Regions from separate parts of the Pan troglodytes genome. Here region 2 is linked to region 1. A link is a contact called in public capture Hi-C data. All regions are on one chromosome and are shown on one strand. Each heading gives the region's core, a stretch centred on a gene start, on an enhancer-like site or on the middle of the called end of the contact. The rest is flanking DNA. Distances are from core to core; before and after follow the strand shown. Region 1 has its middle 19 kb from the start of NXPH3. Region 2 overlaps SLC35B1 (solute carrier family 35 member B1).

Region 1 (6,654 bases), core at 1,767-4,266:
GTGGCCATTTCTCAGACCTTCTTTGTTTCTGATGACCTTGACAGTTTGAGGAGTACTGGTCAAGGATATTGTAGGGTACTGCTCTGCTGGAGTTTGTCTGATGTTTTTCTCATAGTTGGGGCTGTCGGTTTTTGGGAGGAAGACCACAGAGGTAAAGTGCCATTTCACTCATCATATCAAGGAGCCAAAAAACTGTTGGTATTGACCTTGATCCCCTGGCTGGTGTCATCTTGGTCAGTGTCTCCACTGCAGAGTTAATCTCCATACAGTGCTATTTAGAAGGAAGTCCTGATGTGCACCCCATAGTGGGGAGTAATGTTCCCCCTCTTTTAAGGTGAGGTCGCGACATAATTTATTTGGAATCCTGCATGAGATATTTGTCTCTTCTCTCCCACTTATTAAGTGTTTTTTTGAGATGGAGTCTCGGTCTGTCACCCAGGCTAGAGTGCAGTGGCATGATCTCGGCTCACCGCAACCTCCGCCTCCCCGATTCAAGTGATTCTCCTGCCTCATCCTCCTGAGTAGCTGGGATTGCAGGAGTCTGCCACCACGCCCAGCTAATTTTTGTATTTTTGGTAGAGATGGGGTTTTGCCATGTTGACCAGACTGGCCTTGAATTCCTGACCTCAAGTGATCGATCCGCCCGCCTTGGCCTCCCAAAGTGCTGAGATTATAGGCGTGAGCCACCATGCCTGGCCCCCACTTACTAATTTATTCAATCATTTATACATATCAGTGTGGACTCATCGATATTTATTTTATACTTTAAGTGATTATCCAATATATTTTTGTTGCTCAAATTGTTGTGTGTGTGTGTGTGGGGGGGTGTTTTACCCTGTGGATTGGAAAAATCAAAAGATTGATGTATAGCCAGGGCTGTGGCAGCTGTGGGGCTGCCCAGAGGATGAATTGCTGCCCCTTTGGAGTGGAGGAGCGTGTTCTGACCTGGAAGTACCAGAGGAAAAGGGGCAGGAGCAGGGCAATCTGTGTCATCGGGCCCATTTTTACTTAAAAAGAAGGCCGGGCATGGTGGCTCACACCTGTAATCCCAGCGCTTTGGGAGGCTGAGGAAAGCTGATGGCTTGAGCCCAGAAGTTTGAGACCAGCCTGGGTAACATGGTGAAACCTTGTCTCTACGAATTTTTTTAAAAATTTGCTGTGTGTGGTGGTGTGTGCCTGCAGTCTCAGCTACTTAGGAGGCTGAGATGGGAGGAACACTTGATCCTAGGAGCTTGAGGCTGCAGTGAGCTGTGATCATGCCACTGCACTCCAGCCTGGCGTCAGAGTCAGACCCTGTCTCAAAATAAATAAATAAATAGAAGGAATGTCTATTTTATCTGTCAATTCCTATCTATAGCTATCGATTATCTATTGTTCAATCAATTATCAACCATTATTTATTATCTATTGATCAACATATCTCTTGATCTATCAATTATCTACTGATTTATCTATCCATTATCTACCTATCTGTCTATCTAATTTGTTTCCTGTCAGCTACACTGTCCCACTCTCAATCTGTTCTCCACCCAGTGGACACCTGAGGGGTCCTTGGGCAACGCACATCACATCAGGTCCCCTCCCTTCCCTCAGTGGCTTTCCGACGCCCTCAGAATAACGTTCAAGCTCCTTATGGTGGCCTACAGTGCCCTCTATTGGAGCTCCACTCAAATGTCCCTCCTCAGAGAGCCCTTCCCTGGCAATCCCACTTGTAGCAGGTGGAAAGTGGCATTTTACTCCTGCTCCAGGCCACCCGACTTCCGGTCCATCACCTATCATCCCACCATCCCTTCCCCCCAAGAATTCATCACCATTTGAAACATTCTCCTCCCCTCCACTAGAATCGAGGCCCCATCAAGGCAGTGGGCTCCATGGCTGCTGACTTGTTGGCTCTTGCAGCCAGGCTTAGCCCAGAGCCCAACACATAGTAGGTCTCAGTCCTTCTTACTTGTTTAACGAAGGTCCTGAGAGAACCCAAGGCAGAACAACGCTCCTTCAGCCACATTAGTGACCGGCGAAGGGGGACTGGAGAGGGAGAGAGGAGATTATCAACTTTTTCTTTAGATACCTCTGGTTTGTTTAAGCTGTTACAAAGAACATGTAGTACTATGGTTTGTAATTAAAAAGAAAATCCAAGAAAGTTAATCAAAAAGGAAAAGACATAAAGTTTTCACTTCCTGGGGACAAAAGAAGAAAGCAGCAGAGGCTTTAAGTGGGAAATGGTTGGTGTATAGGTGAGCACAGAGAGTCTCCTGAGGCTGCGGATGGAGTGGGGCAAAGGGGGCTGGAGGGTGTGTGGCAGCAGAGGGTGCTGGGGAGATGGGGAGGCTCTAGAATTGTTACGGATTGAGGGGCCTGCAGTCTGGGTGGAAGGTGGGGGCAGGGGTGGGAGCTGTCTAGAAGCTGTGCTTTTGCAGTCGGCTGGATGTGGGTTTGAGGTGACTCGTGGGGGTGACTAGGGAGTCCTGGGGCATCCCATGCTTCCACCACTGGAACCTGGACAGCCCCCACAGTCCAGTCCCTGGCCCAGCACCCGGATGCACCGGGCCTCTCTCCTCTCTTGGCTTCAAGTTTCCCAGCAAAAGAATAGGGCTTGGCACAGGAGTCTCCAAGGTTCTCCCAGCTGGGATGGCCACCTCCGTGGCCGCTGACTCCGGGCGGAACGCTGGAGCACCTGCCTGTCTTGTAGGCAGCTCCAGTCCCCGTTTCCATCAGAGGCCCTGAACAGGCGGCCTCCGCCTCTGGCCAACAGAGGGCGTTGTGGCACCGCCGCACCTCGCGCATGGCAGAGCGGGTGCCTGTAGCCCAGGCCCTGGGTGGGCCCCAGGCATCCGGTACCTCCTCGTCCACGTGTCCTTCTCCGTGCAGCCCTATTCACTCCAGAGTGTCCACAGGACTCGAGTGTCCGGTTCTCAGGGCCCCAGCCGGTGAGGTCATGCTGGATCTGGACCTGCCCAGGAGGTCATTCCTTCCATGCCCCTGCCTCCGGGCAAATTTCACAGCCGGGTGTGTCTCTGGGCAGGAGAGGGAGCTCTCCTTGCGCCACGCAGTCGTTACCCCTGGTGTCAGGTCTTGGTGTCCAGCTCGAATCTCTCTCACTGTAGCTAAAAGCGACATGGCTGCTTCCAGAGCTGAGGGGGAGCTGGTGTTGAAGAAGCCAGGAGAGGGGTGTTAGCCACTTTCCCAGGCGTCTTAGTGGTTCCCTGCCCAAACCAATAAATCCCAGTAAATCCCGCCGTCCTCTAACCCCAGCACTGCCCTCCTCCCTCTCTTCTTGGGAGTGGAGAATAGCTGGGATGGGAGCCCTGGGTCTCAGAGGGCAGGTGGGAGAAGCTGAATTGGGAGGCTTCTACCAGATTCTCCCCAAGAAACCTGGCAGTGGGAAGGGGGCTGAGAGGGTGGCTGGCTTCCTGGTGCATGCCCAGGGCAGGGGACCCCAAGGCTAGAATATCCCTGGACAGCCCTTTCCTGTGCACGGCAACCTCCATCACGGGCTCTTCTAGGCCTCACCCTCCCCACACCCCTAATCCCCACATCCCCGCTCCTCCCCATAATTCTCCCCACGCCCAGAGCTGGCCGGGCCCCAGCGGGGACATCCAAAGGCAGCATCAGCCCCAAGCTGCAGGCCTCTCACGCCCGTGTCTTGCTTCATTTCAAGAAAGCCCCTCCTTTCCTGTTTCATGCCCCATTGGCTCTGCTGTCCCAGGCTGGCAGGCTCCCGGGAGTGTGCTTGGTCCCAAGAACAGAGGAAGCTCTACCACCTCTCAGATGCCTAGTTTGTCCCTACTGGGATTTGGGCCATCTGAGACACCCTCCCTGAAGCGGACTGGGCACACAGGTGGAACCAGGCCCACAGCAGAACATCCAGGGACTCCCACCACCTGATAGCCAAGCCCCCAGCAGGGTCAGGGAAAGGGAGCTCCCACTGACTCAGGGGGCCAGGCAGGCCCAGGCTTGCTGTGTGACTTGGAGGAACCACTCTGGCCTGGCTGTGGCCCAGATGTCACCCAGGAAACCCATGTGCCCCTGCCTCTTTTGCCCTACGCAGTCCCCATAGCCGTCCTCACAGGACTGAGGGCCCCCATTAGGCTGTTGGCCCGAGGTCTGTAGTGGGAAGGTGGAGGGGAGTAGGGCGCCCCGGACGTGCATTCCAGGGCAGGCTTCCCAGGAGTCATGTGGTGCTCACTCTCCTGCGGCGTGTGGAGTGGAAAGGTCTCCCCAGCCAGGCGCTCCGGGCCGGGATGCTGAGTGGAAGTGTTGGGAGGGGCTGAACGACCAGCACCCTGGGCCCTTGTGGAAAAAGACCTTGGCCCCAGATCCTCCTGTCTCCCCTTCCCCTTGTGGCCTCCTGTTCCTGGGTACAGATGAACCTGTTTGCCATGGAGATGGGGCCACGGGGCAGCTCCTTCTCAGGTGTCCACACCGTCATCAGTTGCTGGTCCACCTGGAGCACAGGCTGCATGCCGTGGAGACACAGCGGGGGCATAGACACACACAGACAGGCCACACCACCAAGTCCCGGGCTGGACATGTGATCAGTTTGCCCAGAACCATCATATCCTGATCCATGATGACAACATGAGGACATCTTGGTTAGGCCTCTGCCAGATCCAGGTTCAAATCTGGGTTCTGAACCTTGCTTACCTTAGCAACAAGGGCCCTAAGCATTCCGAACCTTGCTTTCCTCACCTGTGAAGTGGGATAACCGTATCTCCAACAACACAAGGTTGATGTCAGGATTAAATGATAGTGTATGTAACAGTAATTATAGCAACAAACCCTGAGGGAGTGCCAGGGAGCTCTTTTAAGCACATCCTGTGAATGAACTCTAATCCTCATCATAAGTCTAAGGTCTGGCCTCTTATCCTCATTTTTCAGATAAAAGAGACATAGCCCTTGCCCTCAAGGAATTTCCAGTCCAGCAGGGAGATAGAGAAGTGAGCAAAAATCCTTTGAGCCAAATTCGTCTTTACTGTTCGGTGTAATGAGAATTCAGGTCACAAAGGTTCACATTTTAATTGGGTCCTCATAATCCCCCACCGTGAGCCCATGGTACAGGCAGGGAAACGGGCCCCGAGAGATTGCAACACTTGCCTAAAGGTGCAAAGCAGAGAAGGGGGAAGCAGCACTGTGTGACTTCCGTGCCTGGGCCCTTCCACAGCAATAAACACAAAATACCATTGAAACCAAGATGCTTGCCATGTAATTGCAGTTTCCAGAACAGTCCCCTGGCTCCTTCTTACAAACGGAGGATTGCAGCCCACGAGCCCCAATCCAGACAGGCCAATCCTGTCTCTCCACCACACTGTTCTGCCTCTGGATGCCCAGAGTGAGGAATGACTACTTCTGCTTGGTAAAGCTGGAGAAGAGTTTACCCACAAGGTGACATTTGAGGTGGGATTTGAAGGATGCATAGGAGTTCATCAGAAGGACAGGGAGGGAAGCCAACCTAGGAGGAGGGAAGAGAATGGACAAGGGCAAAGAGGCACAAATGTATATGGTGGAGGAAAGCAAGCAGGTGTTCTGGTGGGGAACAGGGTGAACAAAGGTAGAAGGCAGGGCCACCCAAGGAAGCTGTGTTTGGTGATTAATGAAGGCAGGGGACTTGAGGGGGTGGGAGGGATGATGGAGATAAGACAGAAAATGCAGGTAGGAGCCATATTTCAGTGGAGACAAAGCTCTCACTAAAGGACTGCCCCCTAACTTGGGAATTCCAGAGACCCCTTGGTGGTAAAGCCACTGAAACAGTCACACAGGACAGCTGCTGCCAGTCCTGCCCAGGTTGGGGTCTGGGAGGGGTCTGCTGCTTAGAGCACCTCACTGGCAGCCAGGCCCAGTGTGTGGAGCGTGTGCAGGCTCTGGGCCCCTGTGTGAGGCCAAGGTGTGTGTGCTCATTCATCAATGGAGTGTGCAGAATGCACTGGAGGCTCTGGGAGGGTGTATAGGAGTGTAGAGAAATGTGGGTGAATTGTGTGTGGGTGTGAAAACACATAACCATGGGTGTCTGTGCAACTGCCTGTGCAAGTGTGTACATGTGTGTAACCCCATGGAGCATGCACGGGGCCAGGCACCCAGGACTCTCATGGAGGGGGAAATAGGTGTATGTATGCAAATACAGGTCTGTAAATGCAGGTATATGCAGGGACTGAAGTGTGTGTGTGTGTGTGTGTGTGTGTGTGTGTGTGTGTGTGGCTGTCCCTTAGGAGGTGTCTGGGTCAAGGCGGGATGGAGAGAAGCAAGCCCCAAGAATAGATGTGAGGAAAGGCTCAGCATCCTGAAATCAGGATTCCAGCATTACTTAGAAATGGCCAGCCTCACTGCACATGCAAATCAGATGGGAGTGATATGCAAATAAGCAGTCTTCTCCTTCCTGGCCTTTGCCTGGGCTGTCACCCCAGAAGTCTTCCTGGAGTTCTGGGGACAGGGGCCGTGGAAAGAGGGGCTCTGGCAGTGCTGGGAGCAGAGCTCCTTGTTGCCTTGGTCCCCTCTAGCTCATGGGTTAAGGCTGAAAACTCCATAAGACCCTACATATTCCGTGAGACCCCACGGGAGGCTTCCAGCTGCCACTGGGCCTAGTTCCCAGCTGTGGGGGCAGGCGTAGGAGAGGAGGGGAAAGAGCTGGGGGAGCTGGGTGAGGTCTCCCAGGCCCCACTG
Region 2 (6,654 bases), core at 2,750-5,249, 140 kb before region 1:
TAGGAAGCTAACCTGCTGGGACTACCTTTCCCCTCCCAGTATGTTGGGAAGTGAGCTTCCTGCTCTACTCTGATTACAAAATCACTACGTAGCTCAGTTAGCCTGTCAGTCCAGTGCGTGGGCCGGGGGGCGGGGGTGGGGGGTAGTGAGCATGGTCTCTCCCCACCTTCCACCTGTGACCAAATGGCAACGTTTTGTTCTGAGGACTTTAAAGGCATTGGCTTTCCGAGGAGCCTGAGAGTGAGAATCTTGTGTCCTGGGTTTGGAAAGGGCCCTGTTGGCCACTTCACTGCAGGCTGCACCCTTTCTTTCCCAGCTATTATCGCTGACCCTGGATGGACTGACTGGTGTTTCCCAGGACCACATGCGGGCTCATTACCAAACAGGCTCCAACCACATGATGCTGAACATCAACCTTTGGTCGACATTGCTGCTGGGAATGGGTGAGAGCCAGTTCTGCTGTTCTTCCCATGTATCACCAGAGGGCAGGCTGCCCTCATCCTTTTGATCCCTCTAGCTGTTAGTTGCCCAGACCAAGGGCCTGAATTAGTTCCAAGATGCCCTTTTGTTCAAGCCCTTGAGAAACCTTCCTGGAAAAACCTGCACCAGCAGGATTTGTTTGCTACTTGTTACTGGCACAATGAAGGAGAGTCGTGTGTCAGTTGTCATGGGAAAACACTCAGTAGTAAAACACAGGGAGGTACCTGGGAACTTTCCCTTTCATGAGGGAAATGAGACACACGTAGTGCTCACAGGAAACAAAGTTAGCTGTACACTGAAAACAGTTCAAATGTGAATGATTTGCTTTGAAATCAGTGCTTCCTAACTTTTCAAATTTGGGCACATGTAGAAAGTATTTTTTATACAGCACACTGGGGTTAATGGCGGAGGCTGCTGATGGCTGAAGGTGACTAATGCGAGGGGCTTCCTTGAGCTAAGGATGTGTGGATCAGCATCTCTACAGCATCTGAGGATTTCTGCTTGTAATCACTTTGGTAGAAGTAACTCATTAACTTTCAAGCCTTTCTCACAAAATTCTCTTTAGTTTCTCTAATCAGAGAAAAATATGAGAAGAATCAGTGATGAGACGATGCAAACCCACACCATACACTTTCCCGCGTCCCACCTCCCTTGCAGTTCTTTAACAGGCCATGTGCAGGAGTATGTGTGTGTGTGTGTGCACATTTTGTGTGCACAAAATGCGCCGTACATTTGTTGACATGTCTTCTCAGGAATCCTGTTCACTGGGGAGCTCTGGGAGTTCTTGAGCTTTGCTGAAAGGTACCCTGCCATCATCTATAACATCCTGCTCTTTGGGCTGACCAGTGCCCTGGGTCAGGTGAGTGCTTGAAAGGGGATGGCTTGGCTTCCCTACTCTGGCAGCTGGTTCCCTAAGAAAGACTGGCCTGGCTGGAAGAAGAGGGTGGCGAGATTAGCCCTGAGGTCTGTTTATAGACTTTAGACCAATGGCAGATACCCAGAAGCCCACCGGACCTCACCTTTATCTTTCTCTAGAGCTTCATCTTTATGACGGTTGTGTATTTTGGTCCCCTGACCTGCTCCATCATCACTACAACTCGAAAGTTCTTCACAATTTTGGCCTCTGTGATCCTCTTCGCCAATCCCATCAGCCCCATGCAGTGGGTGGGCACTGTGCTTGTGTTCCTGGGTAAGTGGCCACAGAGAGACACAGTGACAGCTGAATTTTTTCTCCTAAAATGTACTTGTATATTTATGAAATTTATTTAAATATTTTAGAGAAAACTTTTCTCTTTTTTTTTGAGACGGAGTTTCGCTCTTGTTGCCCAGGCTGGAGTGAGTGCAGTGGTACGATCTCAGCTCACCAATCGGGTGAGCCTCCTCCTTCTCCTGGATTCAAGCAATTCTCCTGCCTCAGCCTCCGGAGTAGCTGGGATTACAGGCATGCACCACCATGCCCGGATGATTTTGTATTTTTAGTAGAGATGGGGTTTCTCCGTGTTGGTCAGGCTGGTCTCGAACTCCCAACCTCAGGTGATTCCCCCCGCCTCAGCCTCCCAGAGTGCTGGGATTACAGGCATGAGCCACCGCGCTCAGCCCAGAGAAAACTTTTTTAAAAGAGAAAAGAGGCTGAGTGTGGTGGCTCACGCCTGTAATTCTAACACTTTGGGAGGCTGAGGCAGGAGTATCGCTTGAGTTTAGGAGTTCGAGACCAGCCTGGGCAACATGATGAGACCCTTGTCTCTGCAAAAAAATACAAAAATTAGCTGAGCATGGTGGCAGACGCCTCTGGTCCCAGCTACTCGGGGCTGAGGTGGGAGGATCGTTTGAGCCCAGGAGGTGGAGGCTGAGGTGAGCTGTGATCACACCACTGCACTCCCACCTGGGTGACAGAGTGAAAATCTGTATCAAAAGAAAATAAAAAGAGAAAAGGAAGCTTTATTTCTAATCCAGCCTTCCTAGGGTCTCCCTCTGTTGCTCAGGCTGGAGTGTAGTGGCACGATCATAGTCCACTGCAACCTTGTTCTCCTGGACTCAAGTGATCCTCCCACCACAGCCTCCCGAGTAGTTGCGATTATAGGCATGTACCACAATACCTGACTAATTTTTTTTTTTTTTTGTAGCGATGGGGTCTTGCTGTGTTGCCTAGGCTGGCCTTAAACTCCTGGGCTCAAATGATCCTCCTGCCTCAGTCTCCCAAAATGCTGGGATTGCAGGTGTGAGTCACCACATTCAGCCATAGCCTAGAAGTTTTGACTCTTAAATTTCTTTTAGTCTTGCTGTATTATATGTGTATCTATATCTATCTGTATCTCTATATAGATATATTTATATAGATACAGATATCTGTAATAACTAGTATCCTGGTGCCATTCTCTTGTCTCTGAGGAAGTTACATAAAACCAGTGTTCTGACATGTATTTTATTTAAAGCCCCCATTTTGGAGATACAAGGCCGACTACCCCACCGCACCACAATCATTAGTAAGTTTCATTTCCCCCCATAAGGCTAAGCCCATTTTCTTCCTTTTCATAGGTCTTGGTCTTGATGCCAAGTTTGGGAAAGGAGCTAAGAAGACATCCCACTAGGAAGAGAGAGACTACCTCCACATCAAGAATATTTAAGTTATTATCTCAAACAGTGACATCTCTTGGGAAAATTGACTTAATAGGAATATGGGACTGAGTTCCAGTCTTTTTTAATAAAATAAAATCAAGCAAAATCACATATTCTAAAAAATGCACTTGGATTTTAACAAGACAGAGTTGGTGGTTTTTGTTCTTCATGCCCTGGAGCAGTCTATGGTAAATAAAAGAGGGAGGGAAGAGGCAGAGCTGGATGTTTATTACCCAGGCTGCTCCTCTCACGGGTGTGGTTAGCATGGTTGAGTGGGCGATTCCTCCAAGAACCTGAGCATTATAGGGAGGAACTCTGTGAGATCGCAGAATTGTGCTAATGGCTTCTGTTCTGATGGGTGAGGCTTGTCCCGTTAGAGCTGGTCCCATTAGAGGACGGGTGGCTGTCCATTAGAGCCAGAGAATGTAAAAGTCACTTCCTCTCCTAAAGCTCCTGCGGGCAAATATTTCATTAAAAAAACAAAGTTATGTTCCGTCTTTTTCTTAGGCCTGGTGCAGTGGCTCACACCTGTAATCCCAGCACTCTGGGAGGCTAAGGCAGCAGGATCACTTGAGTTCAGGAGTTTGAGACCAGCCTAGACAACATAGTTAGACCTTGTCTCCACTAAAAATCAAAAACAGAAAAGAAATATTCATTGAGGCTGGGGTAAAATGAACCCAGAGTTTCAGAATCTACTGTTTTGCCATTTCCCCACTGCCTCCCCTTCAGCCACAGCTCTATCAAGACCAGAGTGGAGACCCAGTGCATACATCATGATCAGCTTTGGAAGGTCTGTGATGTACTTTTCCTGATATTCCCCCTCCATCTGTCTGTCTGTTCTCAGTCTACCTGGTCCCCTCCAGGGAGGCTGGGTTAATCCCTCCTATTCCCCTGCCTCCTCCAGCTGCTGAAGCATTGCAGTCCTCTGCCATCCTTTGCTGTGCCAAGGTGTCACCATGCCAGCTTCTGCCTGTTGAAAGGGATGCTGGCGGAAGTCATGGTGGCTGAGTCCTGGCACAGCCACTGTCGAGTTGTCTGAGTGGCAGCAGAGGGAAAAGGCGGAGTATGGAGCAGAGCCACCTGCCCACTGCTGCCTTTAGAGTTGGAAATCGCAATCCTCCAAGGACCAAACTTTACACATGAAAGTGCATTTCCACCAGCTGCAACTTTCTCTCCATCTGTTCAGCAGCCCCAGCCCCTTGGCTCTCCAGATGGGAGCCCGGCCTCCTTCCTGAACGGCTGCCTTGCCACCCCCCGCCCAGCCTTTCAAGCCCTGCCTCACTTGTGCTCATCTCACTCTCTGGGGGCCCAGGTGTCGCTGCAGCCCTGCCCCCAAAAGCCCCCTATCATTTTGAGCTGCTGGAGAGAGAAGATGCTTTAAGTACATCTGGCTGAACTTCCTTCCTTCCTTTCTCCACCCTCTTTCCCCTGTCTTTTTTTCCATCCTGAAAGTTGCATCAATTAGCTTCTTCCCTACTAGATTTATAGGTCTTCGAAACTGTCTTCTCCTGTGGATTGGTTAGGTGGTTAGAGCATGTTACTAGGGCCAGGGACCTGCAAGTGCAAGCAGTTGTCATCTGGGCCTGTTTTAAGAGAAATCTTCCCAGCTACCAGACCAATTCCCTCTACCTCTTCCTTCTACCATTTTCAACCGGTTGTCTCAAAAACGCCTAATACTAGTCATGAGCAAGGCAGGGTTTCAGCAGCTCAGCATGGCTCTCACCTGTTATTAGAGAAATGGCTTGTAGAGCAAGCCTGTCCTACCCAGGGTGGGCTAGGGGCCCAGTTCTAGTGTATTTGTTCAGTCCCCTGTCCATCCATCTTACATTTACTTCCTTTTGGGTGCCATGTATTGTGAACATGCTGGGAGTTCAAAGTTAAGTAGGACTAGAACTTACCCTCTAGGGACTTCACAGTCTAATAGGGAGACAGGAAAACACATTATTGCATCTCAGAAATGCAGGGATAACAACGAAGGAAGGTGTCTGGGCAAGGTGAGGCTTGAGCTGGAGAGTGTAGGAAGATGAAAGGAGGAGGAGGAGCTGGAGCTTGGGCTCCACTGCCAAGCAGGAAAAGGGGTGCCTGACTACCTTTCGCCCCTCGCTCCTGCCTAGGTCAGTTCCATAGGGAACATATAGAAGGAGAGCAGATTTTACAGGAGGCATTGTTTCGCTCAACTTGAAGATACCTGAAAAGGTTCTGTGAGCTGCCAGCTTGCTTGGGGTGTCAACTTACCTGCAGGATCACAGGGACTGGGAGAGTCAAAGTTGACTAAAGTCAGTAACACTGTTAACTTGTAATAGGGCTGATAAATGTGAAATACCAGACAAGTTCAAACAAAAGTGATGGTGATGGCTAACCCTGGGCGGCCTGATGCCTCAGGTTTCTACAGATCAAAGGACTTTCATCTGCAGTTAATTCTCAGCTATGTGTCGAAAGGAGGGAACCGGCACACAAATTTCCCGACACTGTTTTTCGTTTGGGGTGTATGGTGCTTACAGCTATTTTGGTCAAAGCATCTGAGCCATCTCCTTTACTGTTCATGCTCAGATGCACGATAAAATGATTTTTCATTCCCTGTTCACCTTTTCATCTGTGGCAAGGGGAGTAACCCCCTGCCCCCCACTGCCCCGCTGCAGTGTGATTTGGGGTACGATCATGGGGAAAGCTATTCTGGAGTTAAACATTAAAAGAAACTGAAGTCCCATATTGTTTTTAAAAAGACTTAAGGTGGCAGGAATTAAACATGAATGGTAGGGAATCTATCAAGTGAGGTATTTAGGAATGGATTATGTGTTTTCTCACAGCTTCGTACCACCCTTGTGAAAAGGGGACTCAGCAGACATCCACACTTTTTAGAGTTGGGAAAACCTAAATGACGGAGAGTTAGGTGACCTGTGGTGGGTCCCTAGGTATGTCCCTGAGACACAAACTAGAACTCCAGGCTCCCTGAATTCAAGTTGCGTTTTGGACCTGTGCCCTCTGAGGGAGGAAAGTGAAGCCCCCACTGGGAGACCCTTTGCCTCTGTCTGGCCCCGCTTATCAGTGGAACAGTTTGCAGGTTTTATGAGTAGTGCTGGTCATTTTCCCCGGATGCCCTGGCAGAGAAATTGTCCTGAGTCTCTGTGGAATCATTCAGCCCTTCCCACTAAAAACACACCAGCTGTCTTTGGGAACAGTAATCTCATATATTTATAGAGCGCCTTCTTTCCCAAAGCTCTTTAGTACGTGACATTTTATCCTTAGAACACTCCTGGGAAGAGGTTGGGCCAGAAACCAGTCTCCCCATATTTGGAAGAGGGAGCCTGAAACCCACCAAAATGCATCAGCTGAAGGTCGCGTTGCACTGCCCCACAGGAGGGCAGGAGCCTCCCATTTCACTTCCCACTTTCCAGGGTCAGGGAACCCTAACCCTCAGTGGGCTAAACTAGTGGTTTCCAGCTGTTTGGATTTTCTGAAAGTTCCCAGTAGAATTTTCAAATAATTTGGAGGTATGCTGGCTTTTAATTTTTTTCAAGTAAGGACATTTTAAAAAAATCAAATATCACCATTGTGGTT

The links. Capture Hi-C pulls out chosen DNA fragments and counts their contacts.
Region 2: a contact with region 1 is called in a capture Hi-C map of stem cell-derived neural stem cells, with 2.8 times the contacts expected there. The contact joins two enhancer-like sites. A contact is called at or near these places in 5 of 7 Hi-C or Micro-C datasets (blood, induced pluripotent stem cells, a lymphoblastoid cell line and 1 more), 1 of 1 datasets of contacts at active chromatin or transcription factors (stem cell-derived excitatory neurons) and 1 of 1 other capture datasets (stem cell-derived neural stem cells).

What each region holds. Positions count from the first base shown.
Region 1 is chr19:62,691,058-62,697,711 of NHGRI_mPanTro3-v2.0_pri, reverse strand. No RefSeq gene overlaps it. Among named protein-coding and RNA genes, the nearest start is that of NXPH3, 19 kb to the left of the region's middle. Within about 2 kb of position 3,016, at least 2 of the 24 cell types and tissues checked have an H3K27ac peak or open chromatin away from gene starts, as enhancers often do. A contact at or near this core is called in stem cell-derived neural stem cells, where this site is marked.
Region 2 is chr19:62,835,851-62,842,504 of NHGRI_mPanTro3-v2.0_pri, reverse strand. SLC35B1 (solute carrier family 35 member B1) reads left to right here. Exons shown (of 9, transcript XM_001156965.7): 6 at 317-443; 7 at 1,233-1,339; 8 at 1,516-1,669; 9 at 3,016-3,205. The coding sequence ends at 3,068. Among named protein-coding and RNA genes, the nearest start is that of SLC35B1, 6.9 kb to the left of the region's middle. Within about 2 kb of position 3,999, at least 3 of the 24 cell types and tissues checked have an H3K27ac peak or open chromatin away from gene starts, as enhancers often do. A contact at or near this core is called in stem cell-derived neural stem cells, where this site is marked.